Linked DNA regions of Zea mays: region 1 is linked to region 2. A link is a contact called in public Hi-C data. All regions are on one chromosome and are shown on one strand. The core of a region is the stretch at or near the end of the contact, and the rest is flanking DNA. Distances in the headings are between cores, read along the strand shown. Region 1 holds the start of LOC100283948. Region 2 overlaps LOC100193967.

Region 1 (6,972 bases), core at 2,948-5,447, 85 kb after region 2:
CCTCGTACACGTGCCAAGGGTAATAACTCGGAGTCCGTCTCCACACGGGCGTGACTAAATTGCAAGAATATGCAAACTCATAGCTACGTGCTGCTGTAACTTAGGGGGTGTTTGGTTGCTCCTGCTAAAGTTTAGCTCGGGTTCACATCAAGCGTTTGACTTTTAAATAGGAGTATGAAATATAGACCCAACCAACTGGACTAGATTCGTCTCGTCTTTTAATCTTCGGCTGACAAATTAGTTTTATAATCCGACTACATTTAATACCCGGAACGGAGGTTCAAACATTCGATGGGGCAGGGGCTAAATTTTAGCGGGGTGTAACCAAACACCCCCTTAATCTAACTTAAACTATCTTCTCGCGAAAAAAAGGAAGTACAAAACCTAACTTGGTGACGGAATTGTAGTTAATGTTACTACGGATTGATAGATATGCTCCTTTCACTCTCGTCAGCAGATTAGGCGTGAGGAATCGTAAAAGCCCGTTCCCTTCCTTACCAACTAGGGGGGCTGGATATCGAGCCAACTCGGCTCGCCTCGTTCTTGTTAGAGGGTGTATATGTTCTTTATATAGAGAAGGAAGACCACTCAGAGGTAAATCTCATATTTGTCTATATAACTCTAATAAGGGTTTCTTAACATGAACTTCCCCTAAAAAAACCCCGGAAGCAATCTGGCCTGGTGTTAAAAACATGTAGCTGGGCCTACCTTTTAGCGACCACTACGGCTCCAGAAGCCTTGTTCTATGCGCATACGCAATGGGCTACAGACGAAACACATCAACTTCATCCAAGTTTCTTCCTGGGCCGGATGACCTCGTCCGGAAGCAAGAGGAACTTTCTTGGGCCTTTCTACTTCATTACGGTTTCGGCCTTGAGTAGGTTAGTAGTACTCGGCCCTTAAGGTCAATACTTTGGGTCTAGCCTGTTATACAAGGCAGCGGCCGTTGCCTGATATATACTGGTATACAGCTGTAGCACACGATAATACAGTAGTGGTAGTACTGAACAATGGAGTTTTATTCAACAATTTCCTCATGTGATTCTTTTTGTTGACTATATGTCTGTTTTGTTTTGGAAGCCGTAACAAGGGACCGCACAGAACGATACGACTAGTAGGAACTAGGAAGAGAACAGGGAAGGGGGTGGGAAAGTGATGACAAGTTCGGAATTCCTGCAGCCAAATTCCGGTCCTAGGCCTCACTAATTTGGACCGAGAGAAAAAGCAGACACATATCTCTTCCGTCTTAGCAGTCAAACGAAACACCTAGCAGAACCTTCTCTGTGCGCCGTTATCCGTATCCAGTTCGCTTCCGTTCTCGCGTGAGATCAGCAAAAGAAGCTAGCCTTGGGTTTGGACTGACCAGCTGGCCTGCAACCGAGCGGATGGATGCGCGCCGGGGGTGGCTCCAAAAGTCAGCATCTTGTCGCGTGGCAACGGTCAGCGCTGGCCTCAATTTTCTCCGCCCCGCTTCTGTTTCAGTTGGTGTGAGGCGTTTACATGGGCGATCAGATCACCGAGTTGGACAAGCAATTCCCCAACCAACAACCCCTTCGCTTGCACGCCAGCATGGTGGAGCTATGCTTACAGAATCTCCGGTTCCTGCACTGGCAGAACTTTTTTTTTTTGGGTTCTTAAGATTATTTTTAAAAACTCTACCATTTTTTCCCTTCAAAATTAACTTGGATCACGCTCATTTCTCTAGCCACGGTCAAATCACATTGCCTCGCAATTCAGTCTAACGCGGTTAGTCGATTGCTATGATTAAAAAAATATATATTTGGGTAGAGATGTAAAGAATTTTAGTCAGATCAAATACGTTACGAAACTTGGTTGAATATAGTATAGTAGTTATATGTTCTCTATGCTTCGGTTAGTTATTTAGTTAGAAATCTCCTGATATATACTCCCTCCGTTTCTTTTTATTTGTCGCTGGATAGTGTAATTTTACACTATCCAGCGACAAATAAAAAGAAACGGAGGGAGTACTTAGTATATAGTCTAAAGATGGATAGTTGGAACTGTCATCTGTGTTTGTGGCGGTTGGTGTACTGAACTGAGGATTTGCTCTAGAGTGGGCATCCGGTAAAGCACTAGTACTTTATAGGTGCTCTCTTTTGTTTCGTGCACGTGTTCTCCGTACACACACAGAGAGAGACGATCGAGATAGACCATGATCCAAGCATTCCATCGGAAAACTTTTAAGCATACATCCAACATTCTAGGATTACCAGCCACCATCAGTACCGTGCAGCCTGCACTTAATTCAAGGTTGTTATGAATGGCTGATTTTTTATTTCCATTTATTCGCTTATATTTATGAAAATTGGAACTGCTAACTGGAGGAATGAATGCTATCAAGACACGCTAGAAAGAATATAGATATTAGAGAATCCTGAAAAAAAAAAGATAAACACATCCAGTCATCTACTTGGCATAATATAATCATTGTTATTAGTAACGGTCATCCGATCTGATTTATAATGTAATGACTCGTTCCATTATGTGTTATTAAAGACCACCTAAAGTAAACTGCTCCCTCCGTTCCCAAAATAAAACATGTTTTACCTTTTTAGTTGATTTCATACAATAGTTAATACGTTTGTTTTATATATATGTTTTTAGATTCATCATCGCCATCCATTTAAACATTGACATAAAAAATGAAGAGCTAAAATTAAACGACTTAATGTTTTAGGATGGAGGGAGTATATGTCGTTGGAGAGTTCTAGAAACGCCATTCTAGACCTCTTTGTACTACAGTTATGTAAAACCATAACATTCAAACAGAGTCTGAGCTATTTTTGACTGATGACGAGCCCTAAGTCTATACATAAACCTCCAATATATATAGACGGGTTGAGGGTTCAAAGACCATTACTACTAAGTAATTTGAGTTAAGAGAAAGTTAATTGCGCACTAGTAGTTAAAGACAGCTAGATGAAATTAGACATCAAGTCCGCCTAGTATAAATACAGTAGTACAATCCGCGTCGTCAGTGTGACGGCATGGTCGACGCGCCGGCCGGGGCTGCGTGTGCGTGTCAAGCTCGGCCCGGCCGATGATTTCACTTTCCCGGCGCCGTTTCGTGTGCCGATCGACGAAAAAGTCCAAGCTTTAATGATCGTGGTAGCCAGCCATCTTGTTCGCACCTACCTCGAATCTGTTTTTGTTTTGGCACGGAGAAGAAATGAAATCAACGGCTGATGAAAGTAACTACTAGAAGTTAGTGATAAGTTACGATAATTCAAAGTAGCTAGTACGTCAGCTTATTATTCGATCTGACTGCAAGCATCATCGATATCGACGGCTTGCACACACGGTAGCTAGTTTCCTTTTTTTTTTCACTTTTCGTTTTCAAAGTCCAAGAGTTTTAAATTTGCCGCAGCGAAGTTTGGCTGGCGCGGCTGTTGCGCGTACGTGTAGGGAAAGGGAAGGGATCAGTCATCAGTGAGAGCACTCACGCGCAGGCGGGCGCGGCTTCTTCGGGGTCCGCGGAAGCGAGATGTGGACAAATCGGGGGTGTGCCGCACCGCAGTGGAGTGCGACGAGCGCTCCGAGCACAAGTCCGCGCTCGCGCGCGCATTTTCCACGCGCCTTTGGGTGGTTTACTTTCTCTCCCGGCGACGGCGAGGCAGGCGCCCGCCAGCGTCACAGGTGGTGACGAGGCATTCCGGTGCCGAGGAGGATCCAAAGGACAGTCGGTTCGTCCTGGCGCGGTCGAGACGGGCCGGGCCCTCCTCCCTCCTGTGCGTGGGAGCCAGCCAGCCAGCCAGGAGCGGCGGGCCCCGCTTGGGCGAGCGACGAATTTTCGGGCGCTTTGACTCGGCTCGGCTCACGGCTCCTGGATATTGGACGACAAAGCGGTGGAAGCTTCTTATTTGGACCGGCCGCGGGCCGGCTGCAAGGAAGAGCGGCTGAAAGGGGTGGGCGAGCTGACTGCTGAGCATACGTACCCGCGCGAAGAAGCAGACGGAGGTCATCACGCTACCCGCGCGTGGCCAGTACCAGACAGACTCCTACCTACACTCAGAAAGCAAGAAGCCCAACGCCGAAAGCAACCACCGCGCTGGTCTCTCGCCTGTGCCGCCCTCGATCGCGCGTGAAGAGAAGCCCCTCACTTCCGTCCTCCTCCTGTCCTGTCCAGCTACCCCGGCCCCGACCCCGATAAAGCCCGCCCTTTAAATCGGCGGATCGAGGCGATGAGCGCCTCTCGCGACGCCAGGGCGGAGAGCTAGCCGGCCGGGAGCCCACACGCAGCTGGAAGCACCAGACCGATCGTGCCGGCCGAGCGGCGGCGCAGGCGCAGGCGCTTACATGGGAGTAGAGGCGGGCGGGTGCGGGCGGAGGGCGGTCGTCACCGGGTTCTACGTCTGGGGCTGGGAGTTCCTCACCGCCCTCCTTCTCTTCTCGGCCGCCGTCGCCGCCGCAGACTCCTACTAGCAAGCTACCAACCTTCTTTCTTTCATTCCCTTAGGTAGCTCAGCCGTACACACAACAACACACAAGTCATCAGTTACTAGCTAGTTAGTAGCCTATACAACACATACATACATACAAAGGTGAGTGAGGTTCGCGTGCAAGCAGAGCCAATCGTGCCGATCGAGCTATATACATAGCCGGCGGCGAGGGATGGGAGAAGCGGCCGCGGCCGTGGCGGCGTCGAAGAGGGGCGGCGGGCCGGCGCCGTTCCTGACCAAGACGCACCAGATGGTGGAGGAGCGGGGCACGGACGAGGTGATCTCGTGGGCGGAGCAGGGCCGCTCCTTCGTGGTGTGGAAGCCCGTGGAGCTGGCGCGCGACCTCCTCCCGCTCCACTTCAAGCACTGCAACTTCTCCTCCTTCGTCCGCCAGCTCAACACCTACGTGAGTACACTACGCCGCCGCTCCGGCCATCATCTCTTCTACTACGATCGATGCAATATATCACCTGTCGTCGTCGTTTAGTGATTGCAAAACACATACACTTGGTTTCCGTATTAAATTAATCAGCTAGCTAGCTAGATGATCGTTCTCTGCTCTATGATCTGTTAGTTCTGAAGCATGTTGTTGTTTTCGTCTGTGCTCGATAAATTAAGCTATGTTATGTGGTCGACGAGCGAGCCTTCCAGGCAGCTACCGTACCGTCTTCCAAGGAGTATATGCGTGTGAGCGTGTCACGGTTCGTAGGAAGGAGTGCGTCAGTCATGACACATCTCTACCACCCTTTAATTCCTTTCCCACGCAAAGCATGCTTGTCGTTTCAGAGCTAGCTGAAGAGGAATGACCTGCGATAACACTTGAAGATTAGGGTGCCGGTGCGGGTCTGAAATTACACCTGTGGGTACGATCGTGATTTAGATAGACGACTTCACGGATGTGATTACAGGAGTTTTTTTTTTTCTCTACCTGATCTAAGGCCCTGTTTGGGAACACAGTTTTTTCAAACTGCAGTTTTTCAAATACTAAAGTATACTTTAGTCATGACATTACTACAGTTTACAATGCTTCAGTTTTCGAATACAACAGTATTCAATACATCAAGGTGTTTGGGAAAAACTTTGGTTGAGACCAATCAGCCAGAGCGGGACCAAGCTGGCACTCTCTTTACAGAGAAAAACTTTGGCTGAGACCAAAGTTTCCAAAACTGCAAAACAAGTGCAGTATTTGCAATACTACAGTTTAGTATACAGAGATTTCAGATGAGTTTCCAAACACCTCAAAGTATATAATACCACAGTATTGCTCAATACTACAGTATTGCTTCAATACTGCAGAAAAACTTTGTTCCCAAACACCCCCTAAACTGCCATCTCTAACTACTATATATGTATAGAGCAAGGTGCACGGGGAAATTGAATAAGCAAAGCAAATCAGGTCGGTTGACACGCCACGGTATTGTAGTGGCGACAGAAGCATGGTATTCTATGGAACAGTTAAGGCCCTGTTTGGGAACAAAGTTTTTGAAAACCACAGTTTTTGAAATACTATACTATACTTTAGTTATGACAATACCGTAGTTTATAATACCGCAGTTTTGAAAACTGAGGTCCAGAGCTAAGTTTAGAATGCCTTAAAACAACTATAGTATTTGCAATACTTCAGTTTTGAAAACAGAGATTTTACCTAGCTTGCCAAACACCATTATGTATATAATACTGCAGTATTTGAGAATACTGCAGTATTCTTCCAAAACTGCAGAAAAACTTTGTTCCCAAACACCCCCTAAGAAGCTTCGGATGGACGAGCTTTTCAGGGCTAGCTCTTCTGCGTGGCCTACAAGAAGGTTAATTTAGCTAGGAATTGGATGCTATTAGCTGAGCAAGCAATATAATCATCCAAGGCATCCAGCAAGTATACTAATCTTTTGTTGCCTCTTCCATCTATTAGCTGGGATACGAAATCGCTCAAGAAATTGACTTGGAAGTTAGGATGATGATTTAGGCCCTGTTTGTAGTTTCTCCAACAGCTAGCTTCATAATTTGTTTTTGTTTTTTGGCTGGATAGTATTTTCCAAAATAGCTTCATGGTATTTGGTAAAGCTTCTTCTTTTTTTCTCTCTCTCAAGCCAAAGGAAAGTGATGCAGGGATACGAATAGCTGAAACACGAGTAGCTTATTCTAGCGCAGTCAAAGATTCACACTGACTTGGGTTCGTTCTCACTGAACCTTAATCTATTAATCAGAGGGAGAGAGAGCTAGCTTCTCTAAATCAATGTGTGAACAGCTATAAGGCGTTATCTGACCATGTGAGCGACGTATGGTGGTCAAAGTAGACAGGCCTGACGTGTTCATTTCGGCGTTTGTTTAGGGACTGGCTGAATAGGACACTGTGTCGAATGCAGCTCTTGTTCTTTTTGCCGCATTGGATACTTACGTCGACGGCGACCATGGCGCATGCGCATCCATATCCATGCAGGGTTTCCGAAAGGTGGTGCCGGACCGGTGGGAGTTCGCGAACGACAACTTCCGTCGAGGCGAGCAGGGTCTCCTG
Region 2 (6,427 bases), core at 2,600-5,099:
CGGCGGAGGCAACCTGGTGAACCAGGTGAGTGCTGGGCCCTCGAGAGCGATAATGAAAGACTTCGCCATTGTGGCGTCGTCCCCTCCGGAAGATGCAATGGCGACCTGATAACTCATTATGTATTGTGCTGGGTCAGTGCTGCCGTTGTACTTGGAATAGGTCCCTGCCCGGAAGTTAGCTGGCCAAGGCGTCACTTGCAGGTGTGGCGCCAGGGGACTTCGCTCGTCGAGATAGTTGACCCCTTGGAATGGCGCGGCGTGCGGGAAGGTGTGGTCGCGCTGGGGGAAACGCGGGTCCTCCGGTTGCGCGCGGTGTTGCAGGGGTGGCCCATGCTGCAGGCCGAGGTGGCCTTCGCGCGTGTCTTCGAGTTGTGCGCGCTGCTGGAGGGGTGGCTCGTGCTGCAGACCGAGGTGGCCTTCGCGCTGCATCAGCGCAATCTCCCGCTCGAGTTCCTAGGCCTTCTGCTCTTCGTCGCGTATCATTTGCCGCACTTTGGCTAGTGCGGACACGCGCTGGCGCTTGGCCTCCAGTATCTCCTTCTGCCTCTGGAGATTGCGGTTCTTGAGGCGCAGGGCGCGCAGCTGTAGCTGTTCTTCTGCTGAGACGCCGAGGACTTCACCGTCCTCGGTGAGGTCCGCGCCCTCCAGAGGTGCGAAGCCTGAGGGTGGCTGCGGTTGTCCCTCAGGGCCGCAGGTGCGGAGAGTGTCGTCTTCGCAGGTGCGGGGAACCTCGTCTTCGGTGGCCTCTTGGTGGGTGGATTGGGTGAGGGCGAGGGCCTTGCCCTTTCTTGCGGCGAGCAGCGCTGCCTTCGCAGCCTCGTCAGCCTTCGGGTTAGCTCTTTTGGGTGCCATCGCGGGTGGTTTTCTCGTAGCACGAACGGTGGGCGCCAAATGTTGGAACTTGCTCTCAGTTGCAAGGGGATGCAACAAGGGTGAACAGTGACGTCAACAGGGTTCTCGCGCTAGACGGCAATAGCTCTGTTAATCTGGCCTCTCACGGGCACTGTGCGGGGGTATTTATAGGTACCTGAGCGCCCAGCGCCTTGTGTTAAGGACGCATGTGCCCTCAGCTACCTAGGTTATCCCCAGAATATTCCCATAAAGCAGGGTTACAGACTGTAATTACAGGAACGCCTTTACAAATTAGGCCCGTAACGCACAGCGGCCACGCAGGGCCCGTTGCGATGGGCCGGAGCATACGTGGGCCTCCGAGCTGGATGAGGCCGCTCGGTGGGAAGACCTCGTAGCGGGCCTTCGTCTGATGCCGTATCAAGCGAAGGGTGTCCCTGACCGTTTTGTCTCCGTCGGACCGGCGACTACAGCGAAGGCCTCGAGCGAAGGGTGGCGTCTTTGCCTTCGCTCCAACACAGTGTCAATGTGTTGTGGTGCACCTAGTGGTGGTGATGGCTCTAGATTTTACACTATAAAATTTAAGAATCAAATCGAATTAGGATCTGGCTCTATTACTATTCATTTTGAACTAAAGTTTTTAAAAGCCCTAAATTAGGGCGTGTTTAGTTTTTAGGGACTAATTTTTAGTCATTTCAATTTATTTCATTTTAGTCCCTAAATTGTCAAATATAGAAACTAAAACTCTATTTTAGTTTCCATATTTGTCAATTTAGGAACTAAAATGAAATAAAATGGAGGAACTAAAAATTAGTCTCTAGAAACAAAGCACCTATTTATTGTGAAGAAACGTTTGGATCGTGATCCATTACCACACCTAGCTGCACCGAAACTGTGCATTTCCAAAAACAAATAAGATGCACCCTGTATATTTCTGGTTATCGATTATATACGCATCTTTCGGTACATCATGGATCATGCTTTGAAGTGAACATTACCAAAGATGGAGCACTGGAACAGTTTTTCGGCATATAGATAGGCTTGACATCCGGACCATATTTCGTGTAAGTGTAATGACACTGCCTTCATATGTCATGCTGAACACTTTCAGGAATAGGCACACAGTACATTCTCGTATCGCAGGCTCTGTTCTTTAGATGTGCTCATAACACTGATCATTCATTTCTTTATAATGCAGGCAGAGATTATGGAAATGCAGAAGAACGAGGTAACTGTTAATTCTAAACTTCGTGTGTTTGACCCCTGTATATTATCTTGATGCCCTTTCTGGTTTGCTAAAAACTATGGCAGAGATAGATAGAGAATTAGAGAATAGAGATTCAGGCTGTAAGCATACCATTCCTTCTATTACTTTGCCAATAACCAAAGACGAAAGAAGAAAATTCCATATTATTCAAATATAAGCCATTAAATCTGTGAACCGCTAGCTGAGCAACCGGTCACTAAATTGGTTCTAGGATTCAGTTAGGGGATCACACGTTCACACTTCGGGCTTATTCGTTTCACCGTTAATCCATGTGGATTGGGTGGTATTGAGGTGGTATTGAGTCGGTTTAAATCCATAGCAAGCTAAAATTCATCCCAATTTATTCCAATACACTCCAATCCACATGTAATTAGAATAACTGAACAAGGTCTTCAGTGTTTCATTCTATTCCACACACTTAGTTCAACTTTGTTTAAGGTATACTACATTATCCTTGTACACTACTCAGCCTGTGAGTTCATATCGGTTATGATGATTGCCTGTCACTCATCAAATCATACTTTTCATTATCCATAGAAAAAAAAACCGAATTAGGTTTTTAAGACAGCTAGCTTTTGATACATGTGTGTGTTATCTCAATATTATGAGGGCTCCAAAAGAGTATGATGGGTAGCTCGAGTAAATCGAATTAAACTATTTTTTACTGGCAGATATCTGGAACAGTTTACAAATATATGAAACATTGTCGCCAGCACGTATAAATCTAATTATTTTGATAATCACCACGTGTTTCTGCATTTGGCAATGACGACTGCAAATTTTGCCCGGCAGCTACCAGAAATGTTGAAGGATCCATTCGGACGGAAGAAGCGTCTGTGCTTGCGAAGAACATTGACTGGGCCTTGGTGATGACTATCTGAAACAGCAGACGAGTCGCTGCATACCTGCAGTGGTGCCTGGGATCTGTACACAATTTGTCTCCTATAGACTAGCGATGGACGTAACGTAGTGGGGATGATTGTACTGTTACCGCTTATAGTGGAGTCGGGAAACTGACACATGTAGATTATGTTAGTAGAGAACCAAATGGAGTGAAGCCGGCCGCGCAAGACTCGCCGGCTTCGGCCATCCTCCAGAGCTTGTGTAGAGTTGCCTAGCTTTGCATCTTGCCGGAAGCAGCACATCGTGTAGAGATTGGACGGTTTTAAAGGATCGGTGGCTGGGTGTAAGTAGGTTGGTGGGATTACAAGCATGGGCATGGCGACGTTCAGGATGCAACCGGCTTGACGACTGTACATCTGATGGCTGTAGAGCTGTTGTAGTATGCAAACTGTCCCGCTGCTGCTGCTTGTGTGTAATGGTGAAACCAGATGAATCGGTTATTTGTGTATTACTACTTAGCAAATATGCTCACGAGGATTTCTAAATACCAGCATTTGAAGTGTTGGATGGTTTTAGTAACCTACAGACTGAGAGCCAAAAAAAAAAAGTCCATTAGCTGTGGTGCAAGTCTTAAGTAGACATATTTCAGAGCATAATTCTAAATTTCGGAACTTCGGCTTGCCGTGGCAACCAATAGTTGTTTGCATTTGAATTATGTTGGTTAGCATGGGAGGGATTCTATAAAAAAAAGTTCTCAAGTTCTGATGGCAATGAAACTACGGACGAGAAAGCCAGCATCAGCAAATTAAGCTGCCTCGCACCGAAGCCCCCAAGAAAGAACCCAGATCGAGCGGCACCCAAAAGCTGGGACAGAGCCACGCTGTGACCGAATAACATCGCACCTGACGACAGTCGTCATGCGTCCTTGACTACTCGTTGGTAGGCATGAGGCCCGCAGCCACGAAGCAGCCGTTTAACTAATATTGGCCACTAGCCCGGCCGGGATGGCTGCCATGTCCTCCAGCACGTGCACAGACAAGCAATGAAACTGTGAAAGCACCACCGCGGCCGAGTAGAGGAGGAAACGGTCCCAATATATCCCGTTCCGTTCCATCCGGATTTCTACACTGATTTGTTTCTTATGGATATCTCGGTCTTTTTCATTTTTTTTGACAAATTTGAAAATGGGACGGAAATGTCATAAACATTTTTTCCAACCATTTTTCAATTTTCCAGATTTTAGTCAGGATGTCCTATTTTTCTCCGTTTATAATATCACGTTTTAGATTATACAAAGAACATATCATAGACAATTATGTCGCACCCGTAATTGATCCTTTTCTTGGTTAGCCATATGACGATGTTTTCGTTTTTTGCGTTTGATTCCGATTTGTTATCATTTTTCCCATTCGTTTTGGTTTGTTTTCGCCACCCCGCTAGTCCTGTTCTCGATCTTGTTTCTGATGGTTCCGTGAAATAAAATGTGAAAATAAAAACATCAGAGGGGTTATTCTGACGGATCCCATCCATTTTCATCCCTATGGTCGAGCGTGTAACCACGCTGTTGATTATATGGCTAAGTGTAAAAAATCCAATTATATATGAGAACGTTAATAAATTTTCAGGATAACAACCCTAATCCCTTAAACACTAAATATGTGTTAAAAGAAATAGACTTATCTTTGCCATCACCTCCTCTTATACTAGGACTACGGGCGTCTAAACCGTCGGCTCTCTTTCTCTCGTTGCACACCGTCGAGGGGGGGGGGGGGGCTAAAAACTCTGGAAGACTAAGGGCCCATAGGCCAAGAAGGGTCGTGATCAAGTCAACCCTGGTAAGACCTGGCCTGCTCTGGCGAATGGAAGTAAGCCCCAACCTCCTGCATCACACTACAACATGAAGCGGGAACACCTAGGGGTCGGACGGAATTGAGGTCGGTTCCTCCCACCCGACGAACGCACGCACCCGGATCAAAGGATCGGGCGAACCGCACCTATGTCACGACAAACCGGCCTGCAACTAGGCTAGCCCCTCACATTGACCTAGCTTGTAAGAAGCCCATCGCAAGAGAAACGAGAACAAAACTACACATCATCGATCATCAACGGGGCCTAGAGGCTAGGGAAACTAGCCTAACCCTGATAAATGATTACTGCACGGGGTAGCCCTGCAACGCCAGTCCTGCCTTACATCTCTAGTTGGGGTCTGAGGTACTCCAACCTCCATGCCAAGGTCCGAGATACGCTCTACAATCCACATGTTTCACACAACCTCACCAACAAGTCAATAAAGCTGCAAACACCGGCAATATGCAATAGGACCAGACTGACAAACAGGCATGTCGTCTCCTTCTTCGCCAAGATAGCAACTACACGACAAAATTGTAATCCTCCTCCTTCCTCTTGATCTATAAAAGGGGGAGGAGGCCCCCTTTGGGGGCAGGGGCACGCATGTTAGGGAACACACAAGTTAGAGAAGAGACGTATAGAACAATAGCGACACTCACTCAGAGACTTGGGACACTACAACAAATGCGACCTTCTATAACATTCTTATTATGTCATAAAAAGGTGTTTTTGGTCATATTCTTTGTTGTTGTGACGACTCCATGACAAAAAGACCATCGTCACAGAAGGTGCGTGTTAAAGGGAGTTTTATGACAAAAGGCAAAAAACGTCATAAATATAGTGACAAAAAATGTATTCATCATAAAATCTATGACACTCTAAATCATCATAAACGAGACTCAAAAACGTCATAAGATATAGCGTCGAACCATTGCCACGTGGCAGTTTTGTGACGAATATGTTCGTCATAAATACGCTAGCATGACAGCTGACGTGGCAAAAAACCATGATGATTAATTTCGTCATAAAGCATGATGACATAGCGATTAACATCATGCGTAGCATGACAAATTGTTCGTAACGTATATATGTCATTGAATTAGACGACGTGGCAACTATTATGATGTTTTTAGTTTCTCGTCAATTAATAAAATCAGCATACAACTGCACTCAATCCAAATCGTGCATACAATTTCATCAAAGAACATGAGTGTGTGAGAGCACCTAGAGGGGGGGGGGTGAATAGGTGATCCTGTAAAACTTCAAAACTTAAGCCACAAAACTTGTTAAGTGTTAGCACAATTATGGCCAAGTGGCTAGAGAGGAGTCAAAACACAATAACCACAAGAAATCAATCACAGAGATGACACGGTGGTTATCCCGTGGTTCGGCCAAGTACAAAACTTGCCTACTCCACGTTGTGGCGTCCCAACGGACGAGAGTTGCACTCAACTCCTCTCAAGTGATCCAACGATCAACTTGAATACCACGGTGTTCTTGCTTTTCTTTTCTCAATCCCGTTTGCGAGGAATCTCCACAACTTGGAGCCTCTCGCCCTTACAAAAGATGTTCACAGAGAATCACGGAGCAAGGGAGGGAATGAGCAACGCACACAAGACT

Evidence for each region. Hi-C and Micro-C count contacts between places; a contact is called where the count stands out from the background.
Region 1: a Hi-C map of leaf shows a contact between it and region 2, with 4 times the contacts expected there. The contact joins the promoter of LOC100283948 here to the enhancer-like site in region 2. A contact is called at or near these places in 4 of 25 Hi-C or Micro-C datasets (ear and leaf).

The regions. Positions count from the first base shown.
Region 1 is chr7:131,175,000-131,181,971 of Zm-B73-REFERENCE-NAM-5.0, forward strand. It overlaps LOC100283948, which reads left to right and starts at 4,198. Exons shown (of 2, transcript NM_001371965.1): 1 at 4,198-4,866; 2 at 6,898-6,972. The coding sequence starts at 4,633.
Region 2 is chr7:131,090,627-131,097,053 of Zm-B73-REFERENCE-NAM-5.0, forward strand. LOC100193967 reads left to right here. Exons shown (of 4, transcript NM_001139035.2): 3 at 2,048-2,077; 4 at 2,909-3,505. The coding sequence ends at 2,986. Among protein-coding and RNA genes, the nearest start is that of LOC100193967, 15 kb to the left of the region's middle. Within about 2 kb of position 3,850, at least 18 of the 20 cell types and tissues checked have an H3K27ac peak or open chromatin away from gene starts, as enhancers often do. A contact at or near this core is called in ear and leaf, where this site is marked.